Regions from separate parts of the Mus musculus genome. Here region 2 is linked to region 1. A link is a contact called in public HiChIP or PLAC-seq data. All regions are on one chromosome and are shown on one strand. Each heading gives the region's core, a stretch centred on a gene start, on an enhancer-like site or on the middle of the called end of the contact. The rest is flanking DNA. Distances are from core to core; before and after follow the strand shown.

Evidence for each region. HiChIP or PLAC-seq counts read pairs in DNA pulled down with a chosen protein or histone mark.
Region 2: a CTCF HiChIP or PLAC-seq map of the NIH/3T3 cell line shows a contact between it and region 1, with 30 read pairs. The contact joins the enhancer-like site here to the promoter of Lurap1l in region 1. A contact is called at or near these places in 1 of 39 promoter capture datasets (macrophages), 2 of 15 datasets of contacts at CTCF or cohesin (both in the NIH/3T3 cell line), 3 of 484 Hi-C or Micro-C datasets (the C2C12 cell line, nephron progenitors and uterus), 3 of 115 datasets of contacts at active chromatin or transcription factors (the 3134 cell line and embryonic stem cells) and 2 of 9 other capture datasets (adipose tissue and pancreatic islet).

The regions. Positions count from the first base shown.
Region 1 is chr4:80,909,400-80,914,634 of GRCm38.p6, forward strand. It overlaps Lurap1l (leucine rich adaptor protein 1-like), which reads left to right and starts at 1,287. Exons shown (of 2, transcript NM_026821.5): 1 at 1,287-2,246. The coding sequence starts at 1,956.
Region 2 is chr4:80,970,384-80,976,443 of GRCm38.p6, forward strand. No RefSeq gene overlaps it. Among named protein-coding and RNA genes, the nearest start is that of Lurap1l, 63 kb to the left of the region's middle. Within about 2 kb of position 1,673, at least 45 of the 459 cell types and tissues checked have an H3K27ac peak or open chromatin away from gene starts, as enhancers often do. A contact at or near this core is called in the C2C12 cell line and the NIH/3T3 cell line, where this site is marked.

The sequences.
Region 1 (5,235 bases), core at 37-2,536:
TGGATGTGAAGATGACATGAACAAACTCCAAACTCCATTTATCTATGTTGTTTGGAATGGAAAAGCTGAATGGGAAAGGAGGCCAGAGGAACAGAGGACACAAATGAGTAGGTCCCAGACAAAAAGTATTGGAAATACTTCAATGGAAACCTAAAATTATAGTTTGGTGGGTTGAAAATACTATTCTCAACTCTCACTGACACAAATACAATGTTCAAGCAATCTTATAATCTATGTACTTGTTGCTGATTTACTTGGTAGATGTATTCTAGATTAATGGTTTACAAAGTTGTGGTTCTTCCTAAATAGCAGCAAATTATATAGAAATTATCAAAGAAAACAAGTATGATTTCACTAGTTACTCTCAGAGTTTTTCTTCCATAATTAAAGAGGAATGCTTCAGCAATTTCTTCCATTTAAAATTCTCCTGCCCCCTCAGTATTTATATATATATATACAAACACATACATGCTCTGGTTATTCTGTTCTTCATTTCTGCTTGGGGTAGTATGCTGGAATATTGGCAACACAATTATATCTTCTTGTACATTTTCACTGAACCATTTTTTTCTTAAAATTTTTATTGTTTAAATGCATTTTTTTTTTAATTTTTGAGACAGGGTTTCTCTGTATAGATGTAGCTGTCTTGGAACTCACTCTGTAGACCAGGCTGGCCTCGAACTCAGAAATCCACTTGCCTCTGCCTCTGCCTCTGCCTCTGCCTCTGCCTCTGCCTCTGCCTCTGCCTCTGCCTCTGCCTCTGCCTCTGCCTCTAAGTGCTGGGATTAAAGGCGTGTGCCACCACTGCACGGCTTAAATGCATTTTTTAACATCAAACACATTAATAATACTGAATATTTTGCGAATCAAATAGTACATAAAAATTTGTTCAACTTCACTGAACTATTTATCGATTGAATTTCTCCGTTCTTTGTGGAGTTATTGGGCAAGAATTCTAATGCTATGTGTAATTGGCTTTTAGGAAAGTTGGGGGGGGGGGTGGAAAACGACATAAAATTTAGCCATTCTTCTGCCTCTAATGTTAAAAATGTGTTCTACAGGTTGTAGCTGTCAGGGGACTTCAGCAGGGCAACTTTTAACTTAGTAACCTAATATGGGTATGCTCAGCTGAGGCAGGATTTGCATTTCAGTTTCTTAACATCAGGGTTGGGAAGATTTTGCTGCCCTTCTTGTCTGTGACATACGGTACAGGGGTTGGCTCTGCTTTGGTCCACCTGCCAGTCGAGTTTAAAGTTTCCGAGGCTCGGAGGAACACAATGACTTGGATGAGACCGACTAAAAGGAAAGGACACTGCTGCAGCAACCAGGAAGCCCTTGAACCCCAGCTAAGCTAACCGTGTCTTTTTCTTTTTTCTTTCTAAAATGCGCCTACACCGCCTACACACAGGACGAACCCACTTCTTTCATTGATCAGATTTTTTTTTTTTTTTCCTGACCGTCTAAGATAGTCTGATCCTTGGCGACATATGGCTGGAAAATGAAACGACCCGGGAGTGTGGCCACCTCGTTATTCTGTGTGGTGTAATACCAGATGGGCACCGTGAACCGCGCTGGGATGTGAATGGACAGTTTGAAATGGGAATTTCCCCGCATCGAGCAGGTTCCATTTCTCTCTTGGGTCTCTCGGTATAACGTACTAGCTTTTGCCCTTCTTCTCTGCAGTATCAATTAACTCAACTTGGCGGTGGAGTGGCCAGCTAGGAAAGGAATGAAGCGATCTGGCTAATCTTGCTGGCTGTGGAGCGGCAGAGCCTGAAACTGCAGCCGGGTGCAGATCTGCCGACTGCGCCCGGGGCATGGAGCGCACGGGCGACCGCGGGGACTCAGGCCCGGCCAGAGGAGCCCAGTACTGAGCTCCGGAGTCCGCCAGGCCGCCGCCGCCGCCTCCTCGCGCCCTCTGCCTTTACTGTCAGTGTCGCCCCTCGCAAAGAGTCATGGAAGACAGCCCGCTGCCAGACCTCAGAGACATCGAGCTGAAGCTGGGGCGCAAAGTGCCCGAGAGCCTAGCGCGCTCGCTGCGCGGGGAGGAGCTGGCGCCTCGGGAAGGGGCTGCGGACCCCAGCGGGGTTGGTGGGAGCTGCAGCAGCAGCAGTAGCTGCAGCAGCTTTGCGCCCTCCGTGTCCTCCTCGTCGTCATCCTCCCCTGCCTCTGGCTCTCCACGACGTAGCCACCCCAGCGCCCTGGAGAGGTTAGAGACCAAACTGCACATCCTCAGACAGGAGATGGTGAGTGTGATGCGTCAGAGGCGACTTGGGGACCCGGGGCCTGGGACCCGAGAGGGTGGCACAGGAGCGGGGGGGGGGGGGGGGGGAGAAGCTGGGAGGAGGTGTGCGGGAGCGCGCCTCTGGACTCGGCTACAGCTAAGCTTGAACCCTGAGGACTTTGCTCGGTCACGGGGTGCCCTGGCAGCTCATTCGGCTCTACTTTCTGATAGAGCTACTCCCTGCGCACCACTCTGCAGCTGCCAGCCGCGGATTCTCCCGCACTAGCCTGCTAAAGGCCGGCAGTTACTGCGCGGATCTGGGCCTGCTGTGAGCCGTTTATGTTTTGCCTTGGTTCAAAGGGTGGTTTAGTCCAATGCACTTAGCGCAGAAATGCCTCCCAGCTGGCCGGGAGGTGGCGCGGCGGGGTCCTTGCAGCCTGCTGTAGTTTGCTCTCCTCCACCCTCCCCTTGCAGCAGCTGCAGCTGTCCCAAGGCCACTGTTCAGTAGATTCGCCACAGCTGGTTCTGAAAACAATGGCTCCTCGCCCTTGATGTGCTTGTGAATGGCTTGTTTCACTGTTTTGATCCTGGAGAGCAGGTGACCCCAGCCCAGGGATTTGCTAATGACTGCCTCCTACCCTTTCCTCTAGTTCTCAATCAGCACTTGTTTTCTCTACCATTTCTGTGAACCTCGGATTAGGACAATGGGTCAAGTAGGTCTAAGACTCGTTATTCCGGATGTGTTTACACTAAAGCATTCATTCATTTGCCTTGAGCTCTTGGGCGAGTCTTGGCCTTTACAGATCTCAGTTTGTGATCTTTACAATGATGAGCTGATTGGAAGAAATTATCTCTTTCTAAGCCTTTTGAAGCAAATGGCCACAAACCAATTACATTTTCTACCAACTTAGAGAGGAGGAAAATTTCAACAGGGGGAGGGGGAGTGTTGAAGGGCTTCCTACAAAAGTAGCCTGCTGGGGGTTCACATCTAAGATTCCTTCCATTTTTATTTTCTGTGATAGGGAGACCTCAGAGATAAATTCCAAGCCAAATGACAGTCTTCAGAGATCATGACCTATTAAAAGACTATAGAATATCACTTTAAAGACCCTCGCTAGACCTCTAAACCTGGTCTACTTGAAGCCTTTATGTCTCCCGTAGTAGCTTACCACTTGAAAAGGTTCCACATATTGAAATATATGTATATTTCTACATGTAACTGAATATGTATATATGTATAATATACTTTGTGCATTGCAAATTATTTTTATTATTATTCATATTTCGCTGCCTAAATACATGTTAATCACTACAAATATTTATTACATAGTTACCATGTCTTAGTAAGTATTGAGGTCTGAAATATGCAATAAAAAAATAAAGGAGGTGAGATTTCTTAGACTCTGAGCATCTGAAACATCTACCAAGTTCAAAGTTACTACTGGTCTAGGAAGAGGTGGGTCCAGACCCCATCACATATCAGATAGATTGCATTGAAACAAAATTACAGTTATTAAATAGGAACGAAATAATTTTATAGTTTAGGATCACCACAACATGAGGTTGGACGCATCAGAAAGGTTGAGAACCGCGGGCCTCAGAGGATGTAAAGATGCTAACTCCTAAGTGGGATGACCTGAGTTTGATACCCAGGATTCATATGGAGAATCAGCTCGCACAAGTTGCTCTCTGACCTCCACACAAGCACCGTAGTGTCACGTGCACATGTGTGTATACCTCACAAACTAAATACAGGAATGTAAACAAACAAACAACAACCACAGCAACAACAAACCTTTTCAATCAATGAATGTGTCCATTAAGAGCTTTCAAATCTCTTATGCTTATTTGACTTTTATTTGTAGTATTGAATTCTATAGGATAAGGAAAATTGGTCATTTTCAAGTAAGACTGTCTGCCATACATCTATTTTTCCTAATGAAAATGTCCAAGTTGATAAAAAATTCTTTCAGATATATCTTGCTATTTATGATGATCATGATGTATCAGGGTTTTTTTTTTAATTATTTTTATTTTACATGTATGAATGGTTTCTCTGAGTGAATGTTTGTACCCTGCATTCACACCTGGTGTCCTCAAAGGCCAGAAAACAGTGCTGTGTGCACCAGAACTGGAATTATAGACAGTTGTGAGCTACCATACTGGTGCTGGAAGTGAACACAGGTCCTATGAAAGAGCGACAAGTGCTCATAGCTGCCTAGCCATCTCTCCAGCACTCTGGTATTAATTTCTAAAAGGACAAGTGGACAATCACAACAAACTAATGAATCTGTGTCGTCTCAATGTCTGTAGACTAAGAAAAATGCATGTCATGATCCATGCTTTGGGGTAAACTCTGTGTTCTAATAAAAGTCTCCATTGAGTAAATCTTTCCAACACTGGCTTCATTTAGGAGGCAGAGGAGGCATATTCATTTTAGCTATGCACATCTGCACGCACATGCGTGTAGGTTGACATCACGTGCCTTCCTCCATCCGTCTCCATCTTATGTATTGAGGCATCCGTCGTCCACTTGTCTAGTCTAGCTAGCCAGCTTGTTCACTGGATTTCAGGAATGCATTTGGTGTTTGTGAGAAGGCTAGGAACCCTAGCTCTGGTCCTCATGCTTATGAGGCAAGCACATTTCCCATGGAACACCTCTGAAACATCCCTTCAGCCCTCTGTCATCCCCGTTTATGCTTCCATGGATACCATCTTTTAACCTTGTCTGTAAATGTTGTAGTCATTGCTTTTAGAAATCTAGAAGGTGGTTTGAAAGGCAGAAAGGTGGGTAAAGACACTGAAGTGGGGTAAGAAGCTGTTTCTGGCCAAACTCCTTAATGTTGAAACCCTACTTAACAATTCAAATAGTGTCATGGGTAAGGAAAATATGAATAAAGACATTTGTAAGCATAATTTGATACAAAAGGTAAAAATCTAAGTTTAGAATGTTTTGGGGAAGTAACAAAAATGTTGATACAAACAGTTCTGATTTTGACTTTAGGAAAATT
Region 2 (6,060 bases), core at 423-2,922, 61 kb after region 1:
ATGCTTAAGTTTTTCTCAGATTTCTGATGAGGTTGCAAACTAGTTTTAGTTTATAATCAAACTTGAGTTGTTTAACATTGAAAGAAAGAGTTTGTAGAGTAGACGACATGATTTTCAGGTGGCATTACAGGCTAAAATCTAAACATAATCTAGGGATAGAATCATAACTCTTTCAGTTAGGAATGATGGTAGAGCACTTTACCTAGTTGACAAATATGATGGACTGGATGTCATTTGTAATACTGTGTAATTTACATGGTTGTTAGGGTTTTGTTCAATTTATGTCTGGGAGAAGATTTTGATTTTGAAAATGTGACAGACAAGGTGAGGTGTAGGGAACAGTTATGATGCTAAGGACCTGGTCCCCACTGGTTCTTGATTTGTCAGTAAAGAAAGCTGGGGGCTGATTGCTGTGCAAAAGGTACAGACAGGACTTCTGGGTCCCAGGAGGAAAAGGCAGACAAAAAGAAGGAGAGAGGAGTTTCTGCCATGCTTTAGAGGGAGACGAACACAGCAACCACGTGAGGTCCCTGGGGGTGGGGAGATTTGGGACCTGTGGCCACAACTATAGGTTGGGACTGAGTATGTTTGACAGGTGTTAGATGGGACTACCCACTGAAGTTTAGGGCTGGTGCAGAGACAGAGATAATAAATTGATAAGGGCAAGCTTTTCCAGGTGGGAAATACCAGTGCCCAGCAATTGTGCCAAGAAGGCAAGTTATAAAAGAACAAACTGTGTTTATATGTTTTATCCATGGATTGGGGGAAGTTGAGAGAGGACTGGTAGTACAGTTACCTCCCAGAGCTAAAGGCAGGTAAAACAAAAGGGAAGCCAAGAGGGAGCTGAGAGCACTGTTTATCTTGGAACAAATCTTCATGCAACAACCAGCTAGCAGTCTGTGCAGAATTTATACTCCTATCTGATATTTTGCTCTTACCTCTCTTGCTTCCTGGACTCCTTTTTCATTATGATTTCTTAGCTGTGCTCCTTGCTACCATGAGTCAAGACAATAAAGTTGAGGAGGTTTTCCATTACAGCCACATGCTCAAGATTGTTTTCTTCTCACATTAATATGTTGCAATATACTCCACAGGAAGATACTTAGAGGTAAGTTGATTGGACAGTGCATCAGGAAGCCATAGCTCTTTTGATTCTGTAATAGAGTGAGATTATTATGAAAGATCTTTATCTAGGAGCAAGGAAACACCTAACCTCTGTGAACATTATTCTTTAACTTCCCATCTTCTAGAATCAAAAGATATTATTTTTTTTTGTCCTGTAGATGTCCGTTTGTCATAACAGTATGCAGGGAGTGATACATCTTAGGAACAAGAGGAGTGCTTTTGCATAAATGTAGCACAAGTTCTCTTAACCTTGAAATCAACTCTCAAGCTCCAAAACTATTTTAGCCAACATGCTTCACTCAAAGTTTAAATCAAAGAGGGAGAAAAGCATAATTTCCTTCAATGTTGCAATCTCTTCTTCTTCTGGTCATGTGAATGTCAGAACACAAATGCTGTTATTCATCTCAGTACCAGGTACAGGTAAGGAAGAAAACCACAGACGTTTGGAATCTGCATCTTACTCTCCATTTGTGTCCAAGAGAGGGGCAAGGATCTGTGCAGAAAGCTTGTGGCCTTTGTTATACACAGCATGACTCAAAGGGAATAAAAGCCAAAATGTGCTGGCTCATCCCTGTTCTCAAGTACATTGTGTTTAAGTTGATTCACTAGAATGGAATGAGCCAGATTTAGAACTTCCTCAAAGATCATGCACCAAGATTGATTTTAATCTGGCTGAATAAAATTGTGCTTTTCCATTGGAAAAACTTAATAGAAGAACCTATGTTTAGAAAAGGTACAAAGAAAGTTCAGATTCAATCTATACTGTTTAGTTAGATTTAGTAGATTTTTTTTTTAAATCTTTATTTTTTTTTTATGGTCCAGTTGTTTTCCCTCTCCCAGTCCACCCTCCAACAGTTTCTCATCCCATCCTTTTCCCCTGTCTCCAAGAGGATGTCCTCAGCCCTCTAATCCCTCCCCACCCCACCAGGTCTTCCCAATTCCCGGGGCCTCATGTCTCTCAAGGGTGAGGTGGATTCTGCCATGTTCCCGCCTTGATGATACTGGCTGGACTGAACCTCAGAACTTTTAAATTAGCCTCAATTAAATGTTGTTCTTTATAAGACTTGCCTTGGTCATGGTGTCTGTTCACAGCAGTAAAACCTGAAGACAGATGGTAACACTGTTCCTCTACTTGATGACCTGTCTTTCTACTGGAAATGGACTCTACAAGTTCTCTCTCCCTACAGCTGGGCATTTCATTTAAGATCCCTCCCTTTGAGACCTGAGAATCTCTTATCTCCCAGGTCTCTGGTATGTTCTAGAAGGTCCCCCCTACTCCCACCTCCTGAACTTGAAGAAAATTAGATTTTATAGCTTTTTATTTTTAATGGAGTTTGAAGGCTGGAGAGATTGCTTGGTGGTTAAGCACTGGCTTCTCTTGAAGAGGTCTTGAGTTCAATTCTTAGCAACCACATAGTGGCTCACAACCATCTATAATGGGATCTGATCTGAAGCTCTCTTCTGGTATGTCTGAAGATAGTGACAGTGTACTCACACATATAAAATAAATGAATCTTTAATTAGTAGATTTTAAAGACTCTGCTTAAACTTTAGGAAATAGAATTTGGAGTAAGGCTCATAACTTTTACATTATTTGGAATAATTCCTCAATAGTGAGATAGACCTACACATCTGAATATATCATGTCTGGTGATTTTGCTACTTAATAGCTTCATAATTTTAAACACTGAGATACCAGGTTTTCTTCAGTCTACTATGAAATAATAAGACAGAGTGAAAATAGAGATCATTAAATTTAATATGAAAATTATACCATATGCATTGTATTAATGTCAAATAGAGGGAACTACAGCACCATACTAAAGAGATAACTAAATATATACATGAATGAAAATGTCCCTATGAAATATAGAACCACATGCCATGAATATATAATAATCAAACATAAACGAAATAATATGTATTGATTTAAAAACTAATATTAGAAATGTTGTTTAGTGAAGACATGGCTCCTGAGGTGACTTTTGTGTGTCTCTAAATTGTTGGTGGGCATTCATTCTTATGTTATCAGGAAATGTGATAGAGTTACATCACAGTGAATTTGACCATGATAATATATCTTACACTAGCTTTATCATCTTCTGATGGGCTCATAGCAGAGACTCCTTAGACATTTTTCAGGCTTCATTGGCCATTCTTTCTTTGAGTAGTCTAGCAATTGACTGAGCAGCTAAAAGTTTCTCTGACTCTCAAGCATACAGGCCGCCTAAAATATAAGTGATAGGAAATATAATTCAAGAGTCTGGCTGGTAAAGACAATGAAAAGCCTTGTAGACTAATGGAAGTTGGAATAGTTAATCTTGACTGTCAGCTTGATCCAAGTAAATTATGTCTATAGCATTAGTAAACCACAGTTCTAGATGTGTCTGTGAGAGGATGGACATCAAGAACATCCCAGGGAAATTACCAATCATACAAATGGCAGGTACCACCCAATAGTAAAGTGTGTGTGGAACAAAAGTAGAAAGAAGAGAAAGGTAACCAACCCAATGCAAGGTCCATTCTTTTTAGTGTATCTGATGCTGCCCCTGCTCCTGTGGGATATCTGACTCACCAACTTCTGATGGGCTCATGCCAAAAACTCCTTAGGCAGCTTTCAGGCCTTCAGCTCTCAAAGAGACAACATCATTGATCTGTCTTCTTTGGGCCATCTAGCATTTTACTGGCTGCTAAGTGGTTCTCTGACTCTACAGCATGTAGGCAGCCATTACTAGAGCATCCATTCTTTGATCACATAAGGACACTAGTTCCATTTTATCATTCTATGTCTCTGTGCACAGGTTCTGCTCTATTGGATGGAGAATGCTGCCTGATGTGAAGGGCAATGTTCATTAAAAAATTTTAGATATGAAAGGATAAGTAGGAAAGAAATTCTAGCACCTAGTCTGCTGTGTAATTTCAAAGTTGAAGAGAAATGGATTATCTACTTGGTATCCTATTTATCAGAAATTTCTTTTTTGTTTGTTTGATTGTTTTGTATTGTTTTTTCGAGACAGGGTTGCTCTGTATAGCCCTGGCTGTTCTGGAAAGCACTCTGTAGACCAGGCTGGCCTCAAACTCAGAAATCTGCCTGTCTCTGCCTCTGCCTCCCAAGTGCTGGGATTAAAGGCATGCGCCACCACTGCCTGACTCAGAATATTCTAGTAATCACATACTATTTAGTATTTCACAAGGGGACCTTGGGTAGTTTTTTCCCCTTTACACTAGCACAGTGGATTAAATATCCTTATTTTTATCACCTAAGTCCCATATAACCGGTTATAGTTTTTTTTTCATAAGTTGTGCCTTGTTTTGTTAACATAATCTGCTTAAAACCAGAGAAAAATCTAAATGTTTCACAAAGAATAAGAGAGAAAATAAAAGAAACCACTGGAAGCCTTCACTCGGCTGTGAAGTGGAAACTTAAGGTTTCTTTGGAAAGTTAGTTGTATTGGATGGTGTTTTTTCTGGGACAAACACATGAAGGAGTGTTTTCCTGAAGCTGACATAGGTGAAAGGCTAAGGCAGACTTGTGAAAGAACATTTGGCTGAAGCAGACACAGGTGAAAGGATGTTCTGCTAAAGCAAGCACGTGAAAAGACACATGATGAAGGTTTGGTTCTTCACTCATGAAAAGCATATATTGGTCCTTCTTACATTGTGTAGTGAAGCTCTATTTGTTGGGACTCCATACATAGAAACACTCCAGAAAAACTTCAGATGGTGTGTTTTGGCTTCTTATCAGTTCTACAAACTCCAGCTGATTGACAGAGTGACAACAGCTGAGACAGACTCACCTTTCGAGACAAGACCTGTAGAAGACTCTGGATGTTTGGAGGAGTTTAAAAAGGACTCAATGGACAGTGATGGAGGCTAAGCTAGGCTTGCTTATAGAGCTAGCTGTGCAATGCTTGTTGGTCTCACATATTTGTTTATCTTCGCTTTGCTGAGAGAGGCACAGCTGAGAACGTTTCCCAGTGTTCCTGTTGGCCCTGGTCCTTCCTGCTGTCCTATGCTGAGGCTGAGGCCTGGCTGAACCTGTTAAGTAGCACCATTGCTGTTGATTCCTGTTTGTTATCCTGACTCTACCAAACAGGACTGCTGGTATATCTGTGAAGTGTTTGTGAGCAGATCAAGCTGCCACTGTTGCTCTCAACCCCTGTGAACTGTACTGCTGATTTTCTGACAACACAGCGAGGATTTGCTCAAAAGAACCCTTTCTAAACAGGTCCACTTCTCCCGTATCCTTTCTTTTCTACTATTTCTGGTGAGTGGTGAACTGAAAGAGAGGTTAAAGAATTTAGAAACCATCATTAAAAGTAGACTTTGAAAAAGTTAAAGTTACAAGGATGAAATGGGTAATGACTCTGCTTAAATTACATTGAAAGGCAAACCCATACCCTCTGAGGCCTCCGTTCCAGGAACTGCAGAAGCCAGTACTTAGATAGCAAACAGTCCTCTCACACCAGCTGTTTGGGAAGCAACAGAATCTCTATTTAAAGGTGAGGTGTACTATGTCCAATTTTCTTAGGAACCGCCAGACTGATTTCCAGAGTGGTTGTACAAGCCTGCAATCCCACCAACAATGGAGGAGTGTTCCTCTTTCTCCACATCCACGCCAGCATCTGCTGTCACCTGAATTTTTGATCTTAGTCATTCTGACTGGTGTGAGGTGGAATCTCAGAGTTGTTTTGATTTGCATTTCCCTGATGATTAAGGATGTTGAACATTTTTTCAGGTGCTTCTCTGCCATTCAGTATTCCTCAGGTGAGAATTCTTTGTTCAGTTCTGAGCCCCATTTTTTAGTGGGGTTATTTGATTTTCTGAAGTCCACCTTCTTGAGTTCTTTATATATGTTGGATATTAGTCCCCTATCTGATTTAGGATAGGTAAACATCATTTCCCAATCTGTTGGAGGTCTTTTTGTCTTATTGA